Linked DNA regions of Mus musculus: region 2 is linked to region 1. A link is a contact called in public promoter capture Hi-C data. All regions are on one chromosome and are shown on one strand. The core of a region is the stretch at or near the end of the contact, and the rest is flanking DNA. Distances in the headings are between cores, read along the strand shown.

Evidence for each region. Promoter capture Hi-C pulls out the DNA fragments that hold promoters and counts their contacts.
Region 2: a contact with region 1 is called in a promoter capture Hi-C map of 3T3-L1-derived adipocytes, with 7 times the contacts expected there. The contact joins the promoter of Champ1 here to the promoter of Atp4b in region 1. A contact is called at or near these places in 3 of 39 promoter capture datasets (3T3-L1-derived adipocytes, the C10 cell line and embryonic stem cells), 2 of 115 datasets of contacts at active chromatin or transcription factors (bone marrow-derived macrophages and pancreatic cancer cells) and 4 of 9 other capture datasets (adipose tissue, liver, macrophages and 1 more).

What each region holds. Positions count from the first base shown.
Region 1 is chr8:13,393,747-13,400,614 of GRCm38.p6, forward strand. Atp4b (ATPase, H+/K+ exchanging, beta polypeptide) reads right to left here and starts at 3,032. Exons shown (of 7, transcript NM_009724.2): 1 at 2,896-3,032. The coding sequence starts at 3,007.
Region 2 is chr8:13,866,418-13,872,958 of GRCm38.p6, forward strand. It overlaps Champ1 (chromosome alignment maintaining phosphoprotein 1), which reads left to right and starts at 3,224. Exons shown (of 2, transcript NM_181854.2): 1 at 3,224-3,394.

The sequences.
Region 1 (6,868 bases), core at 1,782-4,281:
TTGGTGCCCCCTTTACCCTCACTCCCTGGCCCTGGAACTCACTGTTCTACTCCAGAGCTACAGGGCATGTGCATGGCCTTGCGTGGCTCCTGTCACTCACTGCCCTTGCATGTTAGTGACAACCCTGTGTGCTTGGTATACTGATCACCAGCAAGGCTGAATCCCAGAGCCTATCCCTCCACACCCTGGAGTCTCTTCTGTTCATATTACAGGAAGACAAAGGCAGCTGCTGACCAAGGAGGCCCCCAGTGCACGATCTGATCGGGTAGGACTGTGGCTGGGTATGTATCAGGCTGTGCCGAGGACCTGGCAGGAGTTTGCCCCATGACCTACAGAGAAGAGGGACATAGGGCATGCCAGGTGGGTGCGGCTCCTACAGCTCTCAACACTGTTGCTTCAGACATCATCTGTAGAGGAGCCATGGTTAGCAGCAAGTGTTCCAACCCGGATGTGAGCCAGGCTCCATGGGCTCCTGACTGAAGACTTCCCGGTGACATTTCTTTCAAATTCAAGTCTGATCCGCACTCTTCTGGGGCACAGCCTTGGGCTTGGGATACTGTGAAGTGCCCACCGTCATGTTTTGATAATTTCTAGCCAAGCGAAGAAATATGCTGGCAGGAAAAGTCTTTTGTGCTGCTCTTGACTTTGGCTTCCTGGGAAGATCTCTTAAGAAAATGTGTGCTCAGAAAATCTTCTGAATGCACGGCAGAGTGGGTGTGTCATTCTCCAGTGACCTCCAAAAGTTACTAAAGAGCAGGCCTAAGCAGAGAGGGCATGAGAGCAGGGCATGCGAGACGGTGGGGAGGTTGCAGGCGAGAGGCCAGCTGTGGGACCAACAGGGCCTCCCTGGAGGGCCAGAGCAGCAGTGGCTTGTCTCAGAACTGTGGTTCCACGGAGACGCTGTACTCCTCTTGGGTTTGGCTGTTGTAGCATCCAATCGCCTGGCCTTGTGCTCATATGATTGACAGCATTGTATACCTACTTAGCTGCATGGTCTACAGGGGCGAATGTCCAAGCTTGTTCTGAAAGGACCAGCATAGGGCATTTCCCATCGGAGGGCTGGCGTGCTCACTACAGTTCCCTATGTGGCTTCTGGCCAACTCATCTACCTTCCCGGGACCCAAGCTCCCACAGGGAGGAACCTCAGCTTTGCTGCTTGTCCGTCCCCCTCATAGACCCACTTACTGACTTACCAGCTGTGAGCCAGGGCTCAACATCTCCAGTCGAAGGATCCCAACCTTGCCACCATCAAGTCTGATTCCTCACGTGGGCAATGCCGTGGAACCCCACAGCCCGAGAGCCACTGTTGGTTAGAGTTCCATGCCACACAGAGAGTGTGGCCCAGGTGGCTGGGTGTGCCCCAAGTCACTGAGACTTATGTATGCTGTTCTCAGTCTATGATCTCTGTCCCCCCCACCCCCCGTTTCCTCTGTGTGTGCCTCCTCCCCTAAGAGTAACTTGGATTCTGTCATTTCACTGGAAGTATGCTTTCTTCCTGAGATTGTCATCGCTAGACACCCAGTCCATGTCTTCTGATCAGGCTGTGAATCCATTCCAGAAAGTTCTGAGTGGCATTATAGTCATCAAGGAGGCTTGGCAGCTACAATGGCCTCTGTACAAGCTTCCCGAGGGGATAGTTGGCAACCCACCCCCATCTGTCATTTGCCTCAGGGCTCTATCTGCTGTCCCTTCTTCAGGTGACCCACTTCCTGGGATGGTCCCAGAACCAGCTCTGCTTCTGTTTCCCACTGGTGGACTGTTTCTTCTCCGCCTTGGAACTGGTTGTATTTTCCTAAGTCACCTGGGACTCAGGGGCGCTCTCTGCCCTAGGGGGTCTCAGAGGCTTGAGGGGGGTGTACCACATCTCCCTCTGCATGAACAGTGTGTTTTCCATGTAGTAGTCTGTCCAGGCTGAGCTGGGGCTAGCTGAATCAGCAGGTTCCTCTCTCTGTGAACCTCATCTCAGTTCCCGAGCCCCCGAGATGGGTCTGCGTGGGTCAGCCAAAACGGCCTTTAATTTGTGCGCAGACCTGGAGGACCTTGGACTATAGACCCCTATGGCTGCTGTGGGAACACAAAAGGACAGGCCCTGGGACCTGCCTTCTAAGGAGTAAGGCGGCACCCACCCTGTGTTTGTATTCTCCAGTGTATAGCCCTGTAAAGCCTTCACTGCCCTCCCCAGCGCTGTCTGTAGCTCCCACGCCATGGGTCCTGGAGAACTTGAAAGATATTTACTCTTTGGGGTCTCAGGAGTACTTCATGTTTGTGGAAGACTTACTCTGTGTGTGTGTGTTGGGGGGGGGGTATTCTGAACAGGTGCACAGCCTCCTGGGAGTGAGGACTTTTCTGCTCCTATAGTAGCCCCAGAAGGAAGTGTCCCCCCACCTGACCACCTCCCAGGTCGCCACAGGGCAGGCATAAGGGAAAAAAACCCTCTGAATATACCTGCCTAGCCTACCTAGTCCATACCTAAGAACGATAGCTACACAGGGCTATTTTCAGATATAGCCTGGAAACCGGGGATATCTCCAACCACACCTGGGATGTTAGAGTCATGGCAACTCTCACCATAGGATAAGATCACTGAAATAAATCCCTGCCCCCCAAGTGACCTGAACAAGAAACTATCATCACTTTCTATAACTTAAAATATTAGTTTCAGAAACAGCTTTAAAATGCTGTTTCCAAATTATGGGTGAACTTGGGGCCAGTCTCGGACCTGCATGGCAGTCTCTCTGGAGTCTGAGCCTCAGGGCCATCTGGGGACCCTAACTTCCTGCTGAGAGGTGAGGCATGGCCTGTAGAGTGTTTCCAGGTATCCCAGCAGGGCCTGGGTCCTGCTGGCTGCTAGCCCTCTGCCTCACCCCATCCCCCCTTCACATGGCCCACACCTACCCCACCGGGCTGGGGTGCGGCCCAGCATTTGCCCAGTGTCCGGGTTCCAACAGTAGTGCCGGAATTCGGCCATGCGCTGGCTGCATGACTTCTTCTCCTGCAGGGCTGCCATGTCCTCTCCTGCTTGCCTGGACTGGGCCCAGGAAGCGTCCTCTAGGGCTTATAGTCTCCTCTGTGTGAGGCCAAAGGCATCAGAACCGGCTATCAGTTCTCTACTATCGCCTCTACAAACACAAGGGAGGGTTGGAGCTTGCTTGCTATCTGCCCTCCGCTGTCCCAGAAGTCAGTTGGTCCTTGGGGTGCCCTTGGCTGGCAACTTCATCTACCCTGATGTTAGCTGAAGGGAAGCATGTCTGATGTGAACAGCCTCTGGGTTGTGCCTCACCTGCCCTTCAGGAGGGAAAACACATACTGGCAGCTTCTAGGTCAAATGCCCTAGGCCTGAGACCTGCCACCTCACCACTCAGGTCCCTGGGACCTCGAACTGCTTCCTGGAGACTCCCCTCCTCCTCAAGATGGTGGAGAAGGTGCTTAAAGTGTGCCTACAACTACCTGGAGTGGCCCCACAGCCCTGTCCTCAGTATTCTCCTGTGGAGATATGCATACCCATGTGTATATATATATATATATATATATATATATATATATATATATACACACACACACACACACACACACACACACACACACACACACATATATATATATATATATATATATATTTAGAGAGAGAGAGAGAGAGAGAGCATGTTAGACAAACCTGGATCTAGGTATTCAGGGCCTGGAAATTGCCTGTAGGCCTGGAGTCAGAGGTCTGGGCACCTGAAATTACCTGGGTGGTTAGAGCTAGCTTGTGTATGCAAACCCAAGCCTGGGGTCTGGCAACCAAGAGCATGAAGGTATCTTAGAGTCACAGCCATTGTCTCTCAGTGAGCATGGAGGCGCTCCATGTGTGAACAAAATGCTGAGTTATTACTGAGCTTTTTAAAGCTCCATTTCCCTAACTCCACCTCTGAGGTTCTGGAAGCATGAGTAGGGTCTGGACCATACATGGATTGTCAGCATGACCTGATCGTGTGTCTGTGGGAGGAGGGCTGAGGCTGTTTCTCTACTGTGTGAGAACACAGAACTGTGTGTTCCACCAAACAGACCCAGAGGAAAGAGCTCTAGACCTTTACCCCACCCGGAAGTTGTAAAATTCCCCTCTCTTCCACACATGGTGTTAGAGGCCTGAATAAAATTTCATAATGATTTTTTTTTTTGTTTGCTTGTTTGTTTGTTTTCGAGATAGGGTTTCTCTGTGTAGCCCTGGCTGTCCTGGAACTCACTTTGTAGACCAGGCTGGCCTTGAACTCAGAAATCTACCTGCCTCTTCTTCCCAAGTGCTGGGATTAAAGGCGTGTGCCACCATCGCTCAGCCCACAATGATTTTTTTAGTGCTGGAAGAGGAAATTGAAGACATGGCTTGGTGGTTAAGAGCTCTTGCTGCTCTTACAAAGGACCTGGGTTTAGTTCTCAGCATCCACATGGCAGCTTACAACCATCTGTGACTTTAATTCCTGGAGTTCGAATTCTCTCTTCTGACCTTCACGGGCACGTGTAGTGTGCACTTATATATGTGTATCTAAGTAGTGCACTTACATACGTTCAGGCAAAACACTTATATGCATAAGAGAAAATTAAATCTTTTTTTTTAAGTGCTGAAAGGAAAGGGTGATCAAGCCAGAACCCCACATCTAGAAAAATCTTTAGGAGTAAAAGGAAAATCTAGACATTGTCAAATGAAGGAAAAGTCAGAGAATGTGCTGCCGACAGACCTGTCCAAAGAGATGACAAGAGGCTCAGTGGTCATGCCCTTGGGTGTGGGAGGCAATCAAGATGGGCTCTGGAAACATAGGCCGGGAAGACGGTGTCCTGAGAAGCCACTCAAGCTGTGCCCTGAGCCACAAGCAAACGGGATCTTTGTTCTCCTTATTCCCCAATATGGCTTTGTATGAGGCCAGGCTCTCAGGCTCCTTGCTTTTGGCTGTACGAGAGAAGTAGGAAGATTTTAGGGCAGGTCTGGGCCCTTCTCAACCTGAAGATAGGAAGAACTTCCTTGAAGTCAGCTTCAGACCATGGAAAACAGAAATGGAGAACGGGTGAGAGACCATGGCTGACTGTGAAGCCCTGTTTCCATACAAGGCACACAATGTCAATAGACAGTTTAAGAAGTACACTGAGTGTCACCTGAACAGTCAGCCATGAGGGCTGCTGGTAAGGGAGGGTCATATGACGATTAACCTCTAGTGACCCCATGGAGTTATTTCCGCTGGACTTTGGCCAGGAGGGGAAAGACCCAAGAAACCACCTGCCGCCACGGACGCCTTCCATTAAACAGGAGCAGGAACTACAGAGAGAAGACAGGAAATTAAAAAGATATCTTAGAGCAGATCTTCCACATGACCCTGCTATACCACTCCTCATTCTACACCCAAAGGACTCTGCACATGCCAGAGATACCTGCACATCAGTGTTTATTGTAGCTGTATTCACAATAGCCGAGTTATAGGTGCAACTTAAGTGTTTGACAACAGAGCAATGGTTAGCGGATACACACAATGGATTTCTGTCAGCTGCAAATTATGCCGTTTTCAAGAAGAGATGTAAAGATGTAACTGGAAATAATCAAATGAATTAATACAGTCTTGAGCACATGCGGGCGCACACACACACACACACACACACACACTCCCAGACAGCACTCCAATTCCATCCAAAAAGAGAACCTATGGTGTGTGGCCCTGGGTCCAGCCATGGTGGGATTTGGAACAAGGTGTGCTAAAGGCGTTTCCACCTGGAGGTCACAAGTAAAACACGACACAGGCCCATGAGGCTCTAGCGGTGCCATGTTGGTGATGTTTTCCATCATTACAGTAAACTTGCACAGCATCTGTATACAAGGCTTATAGTTTCCATGATTATTTTGTTTTGTTTTGTTTTTTTGAGACAGGGTTTCTCTGTGGCCTGGCTATCCTAGAACTCACTCTGTAGACCAGGCTGGCCTTGAACTCACAGAGATCTGCTTGCCTCTGCCTCTCATGTGCGGGGATCAAAGGTGTGCACAGCTATGGTTGGCTTAGTTCTGTATTTTATGAGAACTGCTTTGTTACAGGTTCCCCTCATGCTGTATCCCTTCCCCCAGTCCGAGGTGAATGTCTGCTGGTGGTGTGTGTGTGTGTGAGGTGTGTGTGTGGGGCACATGCCACCCTGCTTTGTGCTCCCTTGTATATGAGTCTATTACACTTGTAAATTTAGATACAACCAGTCAGCCCTCTGCTAGCAAATTCCAAAACCCCAAGAGAGATAGTGTGGTTATGGTGTCGTTAGAGGAAGAGGCAATGTGGCATTTTTGGAGACAAGTGTTCTTTTTATTTTCTTTTGCAATTCAGGTCTGGTCATTTCTTTGTTACTCTTAAAGACTTTGTACTTTTTTTTTGTTTTTTTGAGACAGGGTTTCTCTGTGTAGCCCTGGCTGTCCTGAAACTCACTTTGTAGACCAGGCTGGCCTTGAACTCAGAAATCTGCCTGCCTCTGCCTTCTGAGTGCTGGGATTAAAGGCGTGCACCACCACGCCCAGCATGAGTGTTCTTTTGAAATCACCCTCCACAGTATATTCTTTAAAGTTGGGCATTGGTTCTTTTTTTAAATTATTGTTTTATTTATTTACACTCCAAATGTTGTCCCCCTTTCCGGCGCCCTCTCCCCTTTACCTCTGAGAGGGTGCTCTCCCTTAACCCCCTCACCTACATCTACCTCACCCTCTTCCCTGGGACATCAAGTCTCTACAGGACTAGGCTTATCCTCTCCCACTGAGGCCAGACAAGGCAGTCAGTCCTCTGCTACACATGTGCCAGGGGCCACAGACCAGCCCATGTATGCTCGTTGGTTGGTGGTTTAGTCTCTGGGAGCTCTGAGGAGCCTGGGTTAGTTG
Region 2 (6,541 bases), core at 1,974-4,473, 470 kb after region 1:
CCATCTTGTAGAAAGCTTTGTGCACTGAATCACCTAATTCATTAAGAAAATCAAGGGCATTAGCTTCTTTAAGTTCGGAATATAGTTTCAACCATGGGTCTTCAAAATTCTCTGAGCTCCCAGGAGGGAGAGAATCTGGAGAGGTTTCAATAGTTGAAAGTGCTGGTGGATCAACAAGCCAATTCCAGAATTTTAAAAGATTCATCCTTGTACTTCTGTTACTCTAGAACCACTCCTGGTACCAACTTCTGTATTAGTCAGGGTTCTCTAGAGTCACAGAACTTATGGATAGTCTCTAGATAATAAAGGAATTTATTGATGACTTACAGTCGGCAGCTCAATTCCCAACAATCGTTCAGTCACAGCTGTGAATGGAAGTCCAAGGATCTAGCAGTTACTCAGTCTCACGCAGCAAGCAGGCGAAGGAGCAGGAGCAAGAGCTAGACTCCCTTCTTCCAATGTCCTTATATTGTCTCCAGCAAAAGGTGTAGCCCAGATTAAAGGTGTGTTCCACCACACCTTTAATCCCAGATGAAAGGCATAGCCCAGATTAAAGGTGTGTTCCTTAACTCGGAGATTCAATCTTCTGGAATCCATAGCCACTATGGCTCAAGATCTTCAAACCAAGATCCAGATAAGGATCTCCAAGCCTCCAGATAAGGGTCACTGGTGAGCCTTCCAATTCCGGATTGTAGTTCATTCCAAATATTGTCAAGTTGACAACCAGGAATAGCCACTACACCCGGTGACTGACTCTGGTCCAGGACTTGGTATAGGACCTCTATCATTCTATGGAGCACTCCTAAGTGTGACCAAGGAGGTGTGCAGTCTCTGCTCAGAAGGTTTCAGGAGTGGACAGAGCCTGGGTTCCCAGTAGGATATTGTTTTGTTTGCTTTTTGTTTGTTTTATCTGTATGGGTGCATGCCTAATGCCCGAGGAGGCCAGAAGACTATGTCAGATCCCCTGAAACTGGAGTTACAGATGTTTGTGAGCTACCATGTGTGACTTGGACCAGCAGATTGGTTTTTTTTTTTCAGTGATAAGAGCATGAGAAGAAGGAGCAGGGAGTAAAAAGATAGGCAGGTTTGGGATCAGGAAGTCTAGCACAGCTATGGCTCATGCCAGGCAAGGTTACTAATAAATGCAGCATCTTACATTCTCTTAGTAGCAGGAAATGGGCCAAGGTCAACAGAAAGCTAAATCAGTGTTGGCAAAGAGAACATAGACACAGCTGCCTTAAGACCATACCCTGGGAGTGGGGGTAAAGGAGAAAGGAATGTTGGCTTCCCAGGGACTGAAACTTTAACTCCTTTCAGGTCCCGGCCCTAGCCCCAAACTAGACCTACCAAGTCAGCCTCTTGGCAAGGACACAGAACTAATGTTCCCTTTGTCCTTTCATTGGAACCTCTGAGGAAGCCTTGGATTAACCTGGCTCCAAACAGGTTCCAGGAAGAGAAGAACCCAGATTCTCTGGAAGGGCAGCCAATGCTCTTAACTACTGAGCCATTGCTCAAGTCCTTCCTGGCTTAATATGCAACAGAACCTTAACAAGCAAAATCATCTGTCCACTACAGTATAATTCTCACAATGGGGTTCTCCAGCCAGAAGCAGTTCTGGTGCCTTCTGGGCACTTGCTAGATTCCTCAGACCTGCCTCAGGACTCAGCATCAGATGCTGTCAGCCTGGGGCCCTGGCCTTATTCTTCAGAGCACTAGGATATCTGTAGAGAGCCTCAACAGAGGGATTTTCTGCATCAGATTGACTATTGGACATTTTTTTTTTTAGTATAGAATAGAGTTTATTCAGGGCATGGGGAGGGGAGTTAAGAGGGTAGCAGAGGCAGAGAGAGGCAGAGAGAAGGAGAGAGCAGAGAAGCAGAGGCCAGCCATGAACATATGGAGAGAAAGGGGAAGGGAATGGGGAGAGATGAGGAACAAGGGGGCGAGAGGCAAGAGAGGCAAGAGTGTAAGAGCACTAGTGGGCATTTTTGTGGAGCATTTTCTTGATTGCTAACTTATGTGGGGAGACCCCCACACACTGGGGGCTGTTCCGTACCTGGGCAGGTGGGCCTAGGCTGTATAAGGAAGGTAACAAGCCATCTAGAAGAAAGCCAGCTAGGAATAGCACCAAGGTCTCTGCTTACTCAAGGTTCCTGCCTTGAGTTTCCTCAGTATCTTATAAAGTAAACCCTTTCCTCCCCTAAGTTCCTTGAAGGTGCCAAACATCCTCACTTAGAATAACAAGGGTTAGACTTCCAGCACCTCAAAAATTGAAAACAAGTTGGGCAGTGGTGGCACTCATTTTTTTTTTTGTTTGTTTGATTTTTTTTGTTTTTCTAGACAGGGTTTCTCTGTATAGCCCTGGCTGTCCTGGAACTCACTTTGTAGACCAGGCTGGCCTCAAACTCAGAAATCTGCCTGCCTCTACCTCCCGAGTGCTGGGATTAAAGGCGTGCACCACCATGCCTAGCGGCACTCACCTTTAATCCCAGCACTTGGGATCAAGAAGTGTGCTTGCTGACTCTTAGACAGTGACTGTTGGTGCAAACGGTCATGGATTCCCAAAAGTGGGTTAGGAATGCTTGTGGTGGCTCGTGCCTTTGAGCCCAGCACCTGAAAGGAGGCAGAGACAGGTGGATATCAGGGCTACATAGGGAGAGACGGTCTTAAAAAAAAACAAAGTCACTAATGTGTTATGTGTCAGACAGCGTGGGATGCTTAAATAAGGTGGCCCTGGGTTCATTTCTATCATCATTCAAGTCCAAAATGCAAGGAATCAAACCACTACCACCACCAATAACAACAAAAAGGCAAAAGCTTAAGAAATTACATAGGTGTATAAAGTAAGGTAAACTAGGTCCTCACAATCTTTCAAAGCAAACAGACTAATACTAAAACTAAAAGTGAATACATTTCAATTGCAATTGAAGCCAATTTTTAGAGTTTTGTGTTTGGAGACATGAAACCTGTTTACTGCCTTCGAAAAGCTTTGTATTTGCCTTGTATTTCTAGTTTAGACAGTATGTCTTATTGGAATGAATGAATGAACGCATCCTTATTAGGAAGGAACAAATCAAAAGACAAAAATAATCAAAACGAACCTACCAAACAAACAAACAAACAAAAAACCCAAACAATCAAAAGAGGGGTTAAGCAAAGAGACAGAAGCCCAGGCCTGGGGCTGGGCCCTTGCTTCCTCCGGCACAGCCCAGCTGGGAACCTTAGGGGCCGGGGGAAGGGGGCGACCCGGAGGCACGCGACGGCACTTCCGGTGCGAGCGCGCGGTACTTCCCGGCTGGTCCTGCGTCCAGCCGCCATTCCCGAGGCCGCACAGCCAGCCCAGAGTTTCCTGTGGGCGTTTCCTCCTCTTCACTTCAGGACGCCTCGCCGGATGGTGAGGAGCGGGCGGGCGGGCGCCTCGGTACGGGCTGCAGGGTTCGGCGGGAGGGCGGGCGCCGTGGTGCGCTTGGCGCGGCCTGGAGGCCGGAGCGCCCGGTGGCCTCATCCTTGCTCTCCGCCTCCGGGGCCAGCCTTGTGTTTTTCTTGCGTGGCGGCGCACAGGATGGGAGGGGGCGGTATCGGTCTGGAATCTGCTTTAGGGCTGCTGTCCCGAGGCTCCGAAGGTCTCTGGACGTGGACCGTATCCGGGCTTAGCCTCGCCCAGGTACCCTTTCGGATGGATGGCTGCAGCCTAGCGGGGTGTTTTCCCGAGAAAGGGCCAGCGCTTTGGCACTTGACTGTGGAGTGTAAACCGGTGCCAATCTAGTATTCCCAAACATTTAATTAATCTAAAGATCGCTCGGTGCCCAGAAGTTCTACCCCCAGGTCAACGGATCTTGCTTGTCAAGAACACAAGGAACTCAGAGCCATTAGCTACACTGTTAGTGGCACACACGTGGCCATGCACTGTCTCTCCTGTAAACTGTGGATCTCCTAAATTAGGCTGACGCTGCGGCTCGATGGTGAGCCCGTGCTTAGCAAGAGTGAGGCCTTGGGTTCCATCCCAGGACTTGGGAACAAAAAAGTGACACTTGTTACAAATTAGCTCACTGATCAACACAAGTTGTTAATGGAATTGGAAAACGTGTAGAAACGTAAGGGTTATTTGTGCTTTGTGTTGTTGTTGTTGTAGTTTTTAAAGAAAAACAACCAGTCAAAAATGTATAACCTTAAAAAAAAAGGCTATTCATAAAGAACAGTCTTATGGGCTGGAGAGATGGTGGCTCAGTGGTTGGGAGCACTGACTGCTCTTCCAAAGGCCCTGAGTTCAGATCCCAGTGACCACGTGGTGGCTCACAACCATTTGTAAGACAGCTACAGTGTACTTATATATAATAAAATAATAATAAGAAAAAACAGTCTTGGGCTGGAGAGATCACTCAATGGTTAAGAGGTCTGACTGCTCTTCCAAAGGTCCTGAGTTCAAATCCCAGCAACCACATGGTGGCTCACAACCATCTGTAATGAGATCTGATGCCCTCTTCTGGGGTGTCTGAAGACAGCTACAGTGTACTTATGTATAATAATGAATCTTTTTTTAAAAAAAGAAAGAACAGTCTTATTAGTATATACGTAGACTAATAGTGCCAACATCCTAGGTTGCTTTCTGTTGCTGTGATCAAAAAACACCTGTGGGGAGGAAAGGATCAATCTCATCTTACAGGTTATAGTCCATTGTTGAGGGAATTAAGGGCAGGAACTCAAGCAGAAAACACAGAGTAGAGCTGTGTTCTAGCTTGTTCCCAAACTCACAATTCAGTTCCCTTTCTTATACAGCAAAGGCCTACACACCTAGGGACAGTACCTGCTACCGTGGGCTGTGCTTCCCACATCAATCATAAATCAAGAAAATGCTCCACAGATGCCTATTAAATCACTATGATGGAGACAGTTCTTCAGGTGAGGTTCCTGTATCCCAGGTGTGTTAAGTTGGCAACTAGTGTAGCTTACATATCCACTAAGCTCACACATGTTCTGTGTTGGAGTTTTAACATAAAACATATATCAAAGTGTATTTTTAAGGGACTATCAAGACCAGGTATGGTGACTCGATGCCTTTCGTCCAAGAACTCGGGAGGCAGGGGAAAGTGGTGCTCTGTGAGTTGGAGGCCAGCCTGGTCTACATGATGAGTTCCAGGACAGCTAGGACGGCCTAGAGACCCTGTGTCAAGAAACAAAGCAGGACTGTCCATAACTAGTATTAGGTCTCCAGGAAGAAAGTGGGAGGGAGTAGGTGCGGATGCCAGAGTGCACCAGGGACCAGCGCGCAGACTTTTAGAGTCTTTTTACAGTTAGTGTTAGAAGTGCTGGAATCCACACTGGAGTCTAGGCACATTGTTCAGCAAAGACTCAAGAGTCAAGCCCTTGAAGAATTACTTTCAAGAAAGGGCATGGACTTGGGTTGGTGGGAAGGATCTGGGAAGAGTGAGGGATAGGAAGTGATCAGACTATACTGTATGAAAACTATTTTTTTTAATTGAAAAGAAAAACCTCAAAAATGCTTATAAAATTTGAAAAGAAGAGTTACTCTGAGCATTTTTCTCTATTGTAAAACAAAGAGGTTGAGCTCTTAGTCCTTCTGGTCTTGTATTGATTGCTAGCTTCTCAGTGTGTGGTACTGCTGACAAACACTTTGTTCCAATTCATGATAAAGCATTTTATAAAATGTTCTGGGGCTGGAGAGCTGGCTCAGCCGCTAAGAGATCTTTTTGTTGCTGTAGAGAACCCAGGTTTAATTCTCACCACCTACTTGGTGGCTCACAATCGTCTGTAGCCTCAGTTGAAGGAATCCAATGCCCTCTTCTGACCTTCATGAGCACCAGGCACACACTGTGCACAGACATAAATGTGTTCAAAATACTCACACATAAATAAATCTAAAAAAGTAAGACTTTTCTGTATTACCCATAGTTTCCCTTTGTGACATATTGATATTCATAAGTGATAATGTTTAAATACTGCTTGTCAACATGGTGTGCTTTACGTATTTTCCCAGCTTGCTCCGATACCCTGCCTCCATTCTTTCTATTGCTAATAATTGAGTCAGGCCCTTGGCCTTACCCATGCCAGGCAAGTGCAATTCCATTAAACTACACCTCTTACAAAGACCCTTAAAAGTATTTTTATCTACTGGGTGGTGGTGGCGGCATATGCTTTGGGAGGCAGAGACAGGCAGATCTCTGAGTTCAAGGCCAGCCTGGTGTACAGAGAGAGTTCCAGGATATTTAGGGCTACATGGAGAAGCACTATCTTAAAAAAACAAAAAACAAAAAAAAAAAAAAAAGAATTAAAAAAAAAAGTTTAATAGTAAGATAGCTGTAATGGATTACTTGACATGGTGGTACACACCTGTAATCTCCCCTTGGCAGAATGAGGTGGGCGATCTACCTGCAAGTTTGTTTGTTTGTTTTTCATTTATTTATTATTTATTCACTTTCATCTCAGTAGCAGCACACACTCAACAGAGCATTCTTGGAAACTGTAGGGCTGCCCTACAGTTGATGCAGTTGATGTGTGGATTACAGATGCTCGCTAGGGGTCC